Linked DNA regions of Rattus norvegicus: region 2 is linked to region 1. A link is a contact called in public Hi-C data. All regions are on one chromosome and are shown on one strand. The core of a region is the stretch at or near the end of the contact, and the rest is flanking DNA. Distances in the headings are between cores, read along the strand shown. Region 1 overlaps Iqsec3 (IQ motif and Sec7 domain ArfGEF 3). Region 2 holds the start of Iqsec3 (IQ motif and Sec7 domain ArfGEF 3).

Region 1 (5,569 bases), core at 2,837-5,336:
GCTACCTTTCTCTACTGTGGTGGACTGTGTCCCCCAAACTGTGAGACAAGATAAATCCTCCCTCCTTTAAGTTGCTTCTTGTCAGGTATTTGCTCACAGTGCAAGAAAATTGACCAACCTAGACTGAATTCTAGTAGGCTTATAATCAAATAAGAATAAAGCTATCAAAGGGCCATGCCCACTCTAAGGTACTGCTGTTTGTTTTTAACATCCATGTTTGTTACATAAAAATCGTAGTAATCTGCTGAACTATGTCTTTTTTTTTTTTTTTTTTTGGTTCTTTTTTTCGGAGCTGGGGACCGAACCCAGGGCCTTGCGCTTCCTAGGTAAGCGCTCTACCACTGAGCTAAATCCCCAGCCCCGAATTATGTCTTTTTTAAGCGCATGTGACGTGCTGAACCGCCTGAGACTCTGGAGGATTTCTATAAATGTTAGCTGTTTCCATTTTTATTTTTCCTACCTAAAACCGAGACACATTAGAACCTTCCCACTGCTGTTTCAGAGCAAAAGAGCTTGAGTGTGCCAGTTCTGGTTTGATGTCAGATCTACTCATCAGATGAGAAGTTGCTAGAATTTGCCAGGGAGGCGCGGGAAAGAACAGGATGGGACTTGCTCCTTTTGGGGACTACCCTGGATCCTGAAAACATCCTTTCTGGGTGTACAAAAGAGACACGTTGGGAGCCCAGGTATAGGAGCCAGGCAGGGCTGGGATCTTTTAGGGCAAGCATTGCCCACCGCTCCACCCACCCACAGTTTTCGTGTGGCTGGGAATTTAGCTCCGCTCTATTTCCTTCCTGAAGTGTCTGCTTCAGCGGGCTTGAAGGCCAGCGGATGGGAGAATGTTCTGAGCCGGCTGTGAGCAGTCTCTCTTCTAGCGTGGATGATTCCTTCCGATGTGAATCACATGTGAGAGGAGAACAAACGTGCCTACCATTTCAGTGAGAATGCTCCAAGGGCAGCTTTAGGGTAATGCCACCAGCAGGAAGTTTCCGGCATGTTCCTTCCTTCCACCAGACTTCTCGGGTCCTGTGTGAAGTTCCGGTACATACTAATTAGCATTTGATGTTTGGAGTCATATTTTCATGACTTCATTTCCACCAGCATGTGTCTGTTGGCCAGAATATAACAGACTTGTTCTTCTTGGGACTTTTTTAAAATGACAGATTGCCTATCAATACCCAACAGTCTGGAAGTCTGTGGCCTTTCTGGCTAGCAAGAAATATTTTGAGAACATCTTGCCCACTCATTGCTGTACTTTCAGCTCAGAACCTTTGCCTGAGGAATTCCCTTGTGGAGAGGAAGTTTAGGCCTTGGCTCAGGGAGACCCTTCAAGGGTCTAGGGGAGGGGAGGGAAAGAACCACGTAGGAAAAGGTCTTAGTGCTATTTCCACGGCTTTCAAAAGTTCTCTTCTACCACCCAGAGGGGCAAGAGAGGTGTCTTTTAAAAGTGTTGTCTTGGGATGATTTACACCATGGTGATAAGGCACAACTTAGCATGCATAAAGCCCCAGGTTCAAGTTCAGCCACTGTCAAAGAAAGAAGGAAGGAAGGAAGGAAGGAAAGAAGTGAAGAGAAGAGAAGAGAAGAGAAGAGAAGAGAAGAGAAGAGAAAGGGGAGGGGAGGGGAGGGGAGGGGAGGGGAGGGGAGGGAAGGGAAGGGAAGGGAAGGGAAGGGAAGGGAAGGGAAGGGAAGGGAAGGGAAGGGAAGGGAAGGGAAGGGAAGGGAAGGAAAGGGAAGGGAAGGGAAGGAGAACAGTGGTGTCCTTCCAGATTTAAATCTTTGACATCGTACCTCTGTGAGCACCCTTCTCTCTCCTTGACATGGGTAGATAAGAACTCTCTTGAACAGTAATAGTCATGAAAGTAAAGTTGAGGACCCCCTTACTCCCTGAATTGGAGACTTTGTGGACCCCAAAGATAGGGTGAACAAATCCAGACATACGGCATATGGATTGAGATTTTACACATGGATGTCTCCAGCCCAGTCTCTCATAAAGCAACACAGGAGGGGCCATTCCCACCCTCTGGGCAACATTCTATTGGCGGCTCCTACTAACCACTCTACCATGAGACTTCTAGGGAGTCATCCTATTCTAACGACTTCTACAGGAATATCTGTGACGCACAGTATTCAGGATGCGCTGAGGGCGGGCACAGCTCCAGAAATCTCCCATTCCATCCTTACATCTCAGTGGCAGCAGTGGGAGCGCCCATTTCTAATAATTCAGGAGCCAAGGAACAGAGAGGTTAGGGAGCTTCCCCTCAGTTGCACAGCTTACAGATGGCTAAGGCCTGCAGCCAGGCAGAACGATCCCATAATCCCACAACACACCAATGTCTGTGCCCCACTCCACAAGAAGCATGATGTGAGACGTTCACGGTTCTTGTGACTTCCTGCTTCTGAATCCAGGCACCAGAAAGCCCGTGGGGGTTCAGCTATAGCTTAGTCCTCTCATCTTGCCCGGGTAGAACCGACCCAGAGAGAATTGACTTGCCCGCTGGTCAGTGGAAATTGAGCGGAATCAGGCACAAACTCCATCCCTCTTCTCTGCTGATCTTCTCATCTGGGAAAGAGCAGAGCAGAGGGTGTGATTCCCAAGTCTCACGAGGCCTGCACTAGATCCAGTTTCTCCTGCTTGGTGTGCATTTTAAAATGCCCGCAGATAGCTGGCTGACGGTGCCATTTCAGGCAGTTAGCTGCTGGTATCCAAAGGGGTTTTTCTCAGCACCTCAGCTAAAAGGAGCTTCAAACCATTCACTTGTCAACATGTCAGCACAGGCTCGATCTGAAGAAACACAGTGTAAGCCATTACTTACGAAGTCCTGCTATGCCTGGACCTTTGTGAACGTCATCATCTTAAAACTCATACCAGCCCTGCCCAGAAGACAGGCCATACTGGTGTTGTGTTCATTCTGTAAGTGAGGGAAGTAAGGCACATTGACACTTAGTAGCTTGAGCCAGGCTGCTGCACAGCAGAAGCCAGACTCCAACCCAAGGGCCTGACCTCTTTCCATGCCCCACATTGTTACAGCGCACAGTCTTACTTCTCAAAATGTGGCGCCAGAACTGGCAACATCAGTATCACCTGGAAGCCTACTGGAGATGCAAACTCTGTCTCTGCTCCAGGTCCACTGAATGAGAAACTCAGGGGCCGGGTAATCCAGGCTTAATATGAGCACCAGGAGATTCTAAGACATGTTTGGGACTCATGACCTCTGCCCACCAGGATGCTGCCAAGTTCAGCAGGAGAAAAATCAGTTCTGGCATCCACAGTGACTGCCGATTTGTCTGGTGGCTACCTCGGAGAGCTCTTGACTCCTGGCTGTGTACCTGGCAGCCATTCTTTTGGAAGCTCTTCATGCCCCAGTGCCATCACGGGAACACTGGTTGGTCCCTGAGTCAGCATCCTCTCATTCTGTTTTCTTGGCCCTATTCTCTTTTCTAAAAGACCTTTACAGAGCATGTTATGAGTTTTGACCAGGAAAAAAAAATAATAACCCTCCAGCGGATGAGGATGTTTTTAATTAAATTGTGTAAGCGAGCACTGCAGAAGAAAAGAAGGGCTTGTGCGTCTTGCGGCCTTTCGCCTGAAGCGCAGCTACTTGCCTCCTCCCAGGCCTCAGCCAGGCCTGACTGACAATATCTTTACCATCTCTTCTGGCCAATTAAAAAAATCCCTGCTGTTGCTGTTACCTATTTTCAGCTCCCATCCAGTTCCTTTGTCTGCCAGACACTGTCTTGCTCTCCTTTAAAAAAAAAAAAAAAAGGTCCTGAGATGACGCAATCCGTTTTGATCACAGTCGTGTAGGATGCTTCATTTCCCCGCAACGCGAATTGATTGCGTGAACAGATCAGTGTTAACAAGCAATTTGATGCAAGAGTGTACTGTTCATACAGATGCAAGAACAGCTGGCTCTGAGTCCAAGCCCTCCTGAGCTGTTTGCTGCAGCCCTCACGCCACCCCCCCAAACCCCACACCCACAAAACATACAGGCAAGAAGGAAGCCCAAGCAAACCTCTCTCCCCACCCCCACCCCGATTCACTGGCTGATTCATCCACAGCCCTCTTGAGCAGGTCCAGACTCTCTTGAAAGCCGTCCAATCAGTGCGTGTCCACACACTCCAGTTCTCATCACACACTCAGCTGCTTCTGCAGCTGGGGGGAGGCAAGAAATGCATGTGACCCACGCTGCTTCTCATCACTGGCCAGCACCGGCAACCCTCCAGGACATCTCCCTGGCAGAGGTCTGGGGTCAATTCCAGATCATCTTGGCAGAGAATACTAAGAGACCCTAGGCCCCTGGGCGGAGTTTTCAAGGGTCCTTGAGCTTCTTCTCCAGCTAACGTTCAAAGGCACAGGATCCTGCTTCTTCCAACTGATTCTCACTCCCCCACATGATCATCCAGAAAGGTTACTGCCTCGTATATCCGCTAGAGAGGCAAAGATGAGACCAGCTCGCCTATCCTGAAGCACAGCCGAGATCACATGATCTAACCATGCAAGGAATTTCTAAAGTAGACACAAGACAAGTCCAGAGAACCATGGAAACTGGGGAGACCACAGACCTACAAGGTTGGGGTGAGGCAGCATGAAGGCAAGACTGACAGGAAGGAGGCAGGAGGAGCAGGATGCTAAGGGCATGCTCTGCTGGGAAACATCATACAAGGGATGTGGAAGATTCTGAAGAAAAGCAAACAGGAACCTGTGAAGACCGGGCAAGTGTCCCGGGAGGATGTTTCTCCAGGATGGCCTGGAGGCAGGGAGTAAGAAAAGGCCAGGTCACTAGCCACAGCTCTAGCTGTAGCAGGAGAGAAGTGGGTGGATCTCAGAGCCTGTGGCGGGTGTGGGAGGAAAGCAGAGAGCTGTGTTACCTTGAGTGGCCACGTGAGTGGGTGAGAATTCAGGACACTCATCTTTGCATGGAACTAACTGTGTCCGTGCCAGGCTCGGGCTCATAGGATTGGTGCAGATAGTTCCTGATGCACGCACGTGTCATTGCAGTCTAAAGTGGAAGGGCATGCTGCACCTAGGACATCTCATCTGCAGAACGGATCAAACTTGGCATTGCCAAATATTTGCTTAAGCAAATCAAACTGTCAAATATCAGGTAAAACAAAAGATGCACAGCCTGTCATCTGTTCAAGAGAAGTTGGGACATCCTGCATCCTCATGACTGTCACCCATTCAGACCTCAGATGAGTCAACCAGAAAAAAGGGTACCACTGATGCTCCACTGGGATGCAGAGGCGATGGTGAGTCAGTTGCCCCCAGCTTGGTAGCACTGTCATCAACTCTTATAAACAATGGAGATGAGCAATGGAGACCCAGCAATAAGGGGACTCAGTGTAAGAGACAACCTAATCAACTCTGAGCTACAGGAGGCAGTAGAAACCACTGGACTTGGCAAGGTCTCCTAGAGAAATACAGGGAGAAAGGCCTGGGGGCCACCTCTAAGACAGAAGTCAGGTAGAGGATGAGTACCTCGAAAGAGAAAGGAATCACCCCCAGAAGGAGGCAATGCTCCCCATATCTGAGGGCATGACAAATGGAGTCCGCTGGACTTGGTGA
Region 2 (6,243 bases), core at 1,710-4,209, 69 kb before region 1:
TCCACTACAGAAGTCATAAGTGTCTTAAAATTAACTGTATATACCATGTTGGTAAACCTCAAGCTACATCTTAAAGGGCTACCTTTTTGTTAAGTAAAATTATGGGGTGGCTTTGGAAGTTTCTTTGATGGGGTTCTAATCCGGTGAGAGTGAATCAGGGGTCACTGGAATTGCACCAGTTTGGAAGACACCTCTTAACTATAGAGGGGATTTCTGACAAAATTTCTACAAATTTTCAAACTTTTATCTGGAGAGAGACAGAAGCCTTTATGAAATGTCGCTCCTTGGGTTGGAATCCTTGTTTCTCGGTTGACAAAAGGCTTCAACAAGGTTCCCAGGTGAGGAGCTCCTTTCCCAACTTATGTTCTATCTTTCTATCCCATCTCACGTTTACCAGCCTGAAATGCACACAGTGGGACTCCATAACAGGGCGCTCAGTGGGACCACCCTGAGCTGGGCTGTGAGCCAAACACGTTAAACTCACACACACAGGAAGAGAGATCAGCCCTTAGTAGGAAAGATGAGTCAGCGCTAGAGTGGCCATCATCCTAGACTTGACTTACCAAAGCTCAAAACAATACACCCCCCAGAAACGTATCTACTTTTTAGGAGAACAGACAGTGCTCTTAAAGGAAAAAAATAACACGATGTGGACTTAGTGCAATCACAATCAAAATGTCAAAAGTTTACTACCTATGTAAAGGGACAGGAAAAGGAAAACCCAAAATATGAAAAAATGACCATAGCAGAGAAAGAAGTTGGAAGAACATTTTTTAGAAAACAGAAATAGATGAAACTTAGACACTTGAATCTTCAAACTGTAACATAGAAAATTAAAAAAAGAAAATGGAGAAAATGACACCAGAGACTCAATGACCTATAGAGAAACATCAGCCAATCTAGGTAGGTTATGTTTGCTCTCACTGACTTCTGCAATATAGATCTGCTGGGAATCGCAGCCAGTACAAATTTCATTTCAGATATTACATTCCTAGGGGGTGAAACACTGCTTAGAAATTCCATTTAGCTATTTTTTTTAAAATCACATTTCTTGCCCCATTGTGTTCATATATATCTTTAAGCCCTTAAATGTATTTACAGCAGCTGTCTCCAGACAGCGCCTGTGCACTCCACTCCCCGTCACTCACACTCACAGTGTTTCTGCTTTTCTCCTTCTTTGGAGTCATGACAGGAGTCAGAATGGTCATAGACTTCCTGTCGGAAAATGCAAGCCAAGGACCCAGGAACTGGGCTTGTGTAAAAGTCTTCGGAGAACTAACCCGGAGAAAAGAAGCCTCACAAGGGGACAAACCCGAGGCCTCGGCGCTGCTGCCAGGAACCGAAGCACAGCCACCATGCAAAGGTCACTAGGGAGTTTCGTCCAAAGTAAAACGTGCGTTTCAAACAACCCAGAGCTCCAATTCTGGGTTTTTTACTCTGACCCAGCCTGTCCTTTAATAGCAATAGCAGCTCATTCCACACACACAGAGCAGACCACTGTTGATAGCCACGTTTTTATTACTACCCAGACCGTTTCCCCCGTGCCATGAACTCGGTGAACTTTTCTTCCTTAAAATAAAAGTGCTACTTTTCTGCTCTCATGTAATGCTGTAACCGCAAGTTCATGCCTGGGTGACCTGCGATTTGGAGGTTTTCCCTTTTTTTTTTTTCCTTTTTCTGAGTGTTAAAAGTTAACGTATAACTTACTTTTGCAGATGCTGAAGTGTGAGTTTATGTGCACATCGTGCTTTCTGGAGAAGATAGTTATGTGGGGGTTTTAGGGAAAATAATGGGTCTGAGGAAAATGATAAAAAGGCTTCTGATCATGTGTTATTGTATAACAAGGAAGTGAGTAACCAATAAGAGGCTAAACTGAGAGAGAGAGAGAGAGAGAGAGAGAGAGAGAGAGGAGAGAGGAGAGAGAGAGAGAGAACCTGAAGCTGCCTCTGAGCTCAGTTTCAGAACAAGTGAGTCACTTGTCAGCTTGCACCTGCAAAACAAGAAGTGCCAAAAACACAAATGTCCACCAGCAGCATCAGCAAGCGGATGAAGTAAAAAAACTATGCTGTGTCTGTTGTTGACTCCACTCTGAAATAAAAAGAAACTAACGATACTTGTAACAGAATGGACGGACCACAGACACATCAGACACAAGCAAGCATACGTTATGTGACTTCGTTAATATTAAATTCCACCACAGGCAAACCTAATGTGTGTTTAGGGGAAGCAGATGCGTGCTTAGCTGGGGCCGGGGACGAGAAGTTGAGCAGAGCAGAGGGGTGCTAATTACATCTAACAGTTGTGTTTGTGGTGATGAGTGATTGGTTATATACTGTCAAAATCCATGGAGCTGTGTAGTCAGGATGAATACAGATTGTTGCATATGAATTATTACTCCAAATGCCCAAGACCTCATTTTTAGAGAAAACCCAGCACTAGCAGACTTCCTGCCTTAATTTTCCTGCTTGCTGACCTATTCTAATGCTGCATTCGGTAGAGGTTCCATGCAAATACTGCAGAAATGAGCAGATAATTCCATGTTGATTCATGTCTCTGAGCTTCCAGGAAAACCCTTCCCTCCTCAATGTTAATTCTCCTAAGAAGCATTCCCAGATCCCCAGACTGGTGACTCCTACCACACTCTGGTCACCACTCTGTCTTACTACCACCTTTCAAAATTAAGTATTAAGTCTTTTGACCACTGCTTGTAAGCTACAAGAAGCCAACAAACCCATCCTAATAGTTTTTATTATACCATCACCTAGTCCAGTGTTTTCTAATTGCATGCACTTTCTAGATGTCAAACACAGTGGTTGCTTCAGAAGGTTCTGGAAGCGGGAGCCTCAGACGCCCTGTTCTGTTTCTGTTTCTGCTAATGGTCCAAAGAGCCATGAGCTCTCATTTCCAGAGAAAATCACTGCATGAGCAGCCTTCCTGCCTTAACTTACCCCTGCCAGAACTAAGCAACAGACACACGCATTGTTTTCTAGAGTCTATTAACTGTTCACAGACACCCCACAAAGCAAATTGTTGAGCATCAAAAAGGCAGGTATGTCCTCCTCAGAAGGTCTTAAAAATGGGCCCTGCCTCCGAGTTAGATACAGGAAAATGTGATTGTGACCTTTTCGAGCTGGGTGCCTATATGCCTCTCTTCGTCAGTGCCAGCCTCCCCCCTCCTTATTCTTCCTTTTTCTCAGAAGGCTTCCTTTTTGTCTTCGTTCCCTAGCACTTTCCCAGCTCTTCTGCTCGGGTTGACCGGTAGAACTGATCTCCATCCTGGAATCTCACAGAGTATCTTGCTCGACCGAACCTCTTCCTCTTTGCTCTCCCTTCGCCCCCGCCTCCCCTACGCCCCCGCGGGAAGCAGAGTTCCTCACGAAGCCCAGAGGTGGGAGGTGGGCCCTGGCGCCGGTCCGCCCCTTAGTGCGTGTGCGAATGCCTGTGTGGCGGTGACGCGCAGGCGACGGCGGGAAGGGGAGGGAGAGAGAGAGAGGGAGGGAGGCCACCGACCGACAGAGCTGCTGGGCTGCTGGGCTCCTGCGCGCTCACGCTCCCCGCCGCCCGCCTAGGCGCAGGCAGGGCGCAGGCGGCGGCGGGCGGCATGGAGAGCCTGCTGGAGAACCCGGTGCGCGCCGTGCTCTACCTTAAGGAGCTCACGGCCATCGTGCAGAACCAGCAAAGCCTCATCCATACCCAGCGCCAGCGCATCGATGAGCTGGAGCGGCGTCTAGACGAGCTGAGCGCGGAGAACCGCAGCCTGTGGGAACACCAGCAGCTGCTGCAAGCCCAGCCTCCGCCTGGGCTGGTTCCCCCGCCGTCTGCCCCACTGCCGGCTCCTGCAGCCACTGCTCCGGCCGCCACTGCGGCCCAGGAACCGCTTCAGGACCACGGACAGCTCATACCCGCCACGCCGGAGCCGCCGCTTCAGCACCACGGACAGCTCCTGGCACAGCCACAGCCGGCCCCCAGCAGCAGGGTTCAGACTCCCCAGTCGCCCCACCAGCACCCGGTGGCACCCGGGGCCGTAGCTGACAAGGAGAAGGAGCGTCCCTCGAGTTGTTGTGCTGCCGCGGGAGCCCTGCTTCAGCACGCATCCCCCGCCGCCCTCGGCAAGGGCGTCCTGAGCAGGAGACCCAAGTGAGTGGGGACGAGGAGGTGGGAGAAGCAAGAAGCAAGTGGGTGTGAGGAAATAGGGAAAATCTGCGTGTAAGAGTGAAGGACTTGAGTACTGTGAAGTGAAGCGGGCAAAAATGCCTTGGTTAAAAATGTGTCAAGGAGAGTCCCGCAAAGGAGGGCTTGAGATCCGCTCTGGGAGGTTTGTGGTGGCTGGAGCAAAAGGAAGTATATGGACCATCTTTGGGGGAAAGAATGAGAGGAATGGGCTTTAACTGGTGGGGATATTGGTAATGTCCAGGAATTAAAGAAAATAAAAATTGGAAGGAAGTTGGGAGCAAAAATTAAGCCAAACAGGGAACCATTGAAAGATTTAAGCCAGGAAAAATTCGGAAGGGAGTTTGCATAGTACAACTGTTTAAATAAAGAGCGAAGATAGGCTTGATCAGGTTTAAGGGCTTTATAGGAGCTGGGGTCCAGCAGCAAGGATTAGAGTGGCTAGGATAAAGCAAAGAACGGGAGGGGATGTGAAGAGGCAGGGGAGCAGGATTCAGGAAGATGAATGGTGGGAGACAGCACTGCCCAGGGGAAGGAGCTGTCTCTTTATCTGATGCAGTGGCAGTCAGAGCCAGGAGTGGCTCACTTGGGGAAGCTTTCTCCCTTCTGACCCAAGTGAACATCTTTATGCTGAGTCCCTACGGTGCCGAAGGCTACACAGAAACAACCTCCAGACTCCTGGATGTCTCTGTTACAGCTTGAGGACTCACCTGGCTGGAGCTCTCCACTGACTCAGAAGCTTATCTGGGTTCAGGTAGTGGGAAGAGAACAATGAGATCAGAGACAGCTGAAAGGCAATTTCTTGAATGCAATGCCTCTATAAATCTCTGCTGTGGCCTCTTATGGCAAGCCGTTTCCCTTTGGTTATTAGGAAACCTCATCTTGGATTCCAGGAGAATGCTAATTGTCCCCACATAGAGTCTAGGGCCTCGAGGTTTCACTTGTGAGGTGCATGGTATAGGAACTTGGGAAGAAGAGATGAAGGGGGCTGGACTGTTTTCTCCTCTGTGTTGGGAGAGCTCGGTGGTCCTGTCAGTATTGCTTCTTTTTAGACGAGAGGCCTTGATGATGTGATGCTACAGGAGAGGGAGGGGCAAGTGAGGAGAGCCGAGTGCCTCATCTCTACTCACATGTGCTTTATGTCTGGAAGACACTTGTGAAGATTGGCTGCGTTACTTAAAAGCTCGCCTCTTCTCTGCCCCTACCTCACTATCCTTTCCCATCTAGGTGGAGTTGAAAAGGTAAACCAAGCATGCTTGATCACAGAGTAGGTTTGGCCAGAAGCATAAGTGCTCAGGGGTGGAGGTCTAGGATGATCTGGCTTGAGAGACCTGAAGCATCTGAATCAAGACCCAAGAAAATGCTCTGTGGTTTATTTGCCTTTCAGTTTTATGGCTTTCTCTTTTTTCTTTTCTGGCCTGAAAACCAGAGAATCAGGTTCTCCTCAATGCTCACATCTCAGCTAAAGGCAACATTCTTCCAAGATATTATATGGTCTTTTCCCCCAACAGAAAGAATGGGGGCAGTCGTAGAGGTCTGGTACTTAGAATTCTTCTCTTAAAGTCTCTCCTGATGATATCTGCTGTCCTCTTTCTCTCCTGTTACAGCCTCAGTATCTTTGCAACTTGTTGGGAAGCTGTGATTGATAATGTCACAGATTGATAATGCTGATGTCAGATCTTGATCTTGGAAGAAGGACTCCTCTGTGGCCCCCAAAGGGTCCTAGAGAGCGATGCTTTCTATAGAAATTGAGGAATATAGAGTCCAGAGGTTGAGGAATCCCCTGGATTCCTCTCCAGCCTCACATGTCAATACCATGTGACATCCTTGTCGCTCTGTGTTCTCTACCCTGCTTCTGCTTCCCATGGAGCAAAAATAAGAACCAACCAGCATGGCGAAGGGCAGTGGAAGCTGCTGGGAACATTTTACTAGGAAACTTGTGTCAGGCAATGAAGAGGTTCATCATACCATTAGCTTCTCCATAGCTTCTCACCAGGCCTAGATACCCAGAAACATCAAGAGTAAGAGCATAGTTACCTCACTCCCCTGCAACTTTCTTCCCTTCTTTGTGAA

Evidence for each region. Hi-C and Micro-C count contacts between places; a contact is called where the count stands out from the background.
Region 2: a contact with region 1 is called in a Hi-C map of prefrontal cortex, with 1.8 times the contacts expected there. The contact joins the promoter of Iqsec3 here to the enhancer-like site in region 1. A contact is called at or near these places in 3 of 12 Hi-C or Micro-C datasets (the A7r5 cell line, frontal cortex and prefrontal cortex).

Annotation. Positions count from the first base shown.
Region 1 is chr4:156,308,993-156,314,561 of GRCr8, reverse strand. All of the region lies in intron 5 of Iqsec3 (IQ motif and Sec7 domain ArfGEF 3), which reads left to right. Among named protein-coding and RNA genes, the nearest start is that of Slc6a12, 54 kb to the right of the region's middle. Within about 2 kb of position 4,086, at least 22 of the 93 cell types and tissues checked have an H3K27ac peak or open chromatin away from gene starts, as enhancers often do.
Region 2 is chr4:156,376,112-156,382,354 of GRCr8, reverse strand. Iqsec3 (IQ motif and Sec7 domain ArfGEF 3) reads left to right here and starts at 2,959. Exons shown (of 14, transcript NM_207617.1): 1 at 2,959-4,137. The coding sequence starts at 3,602.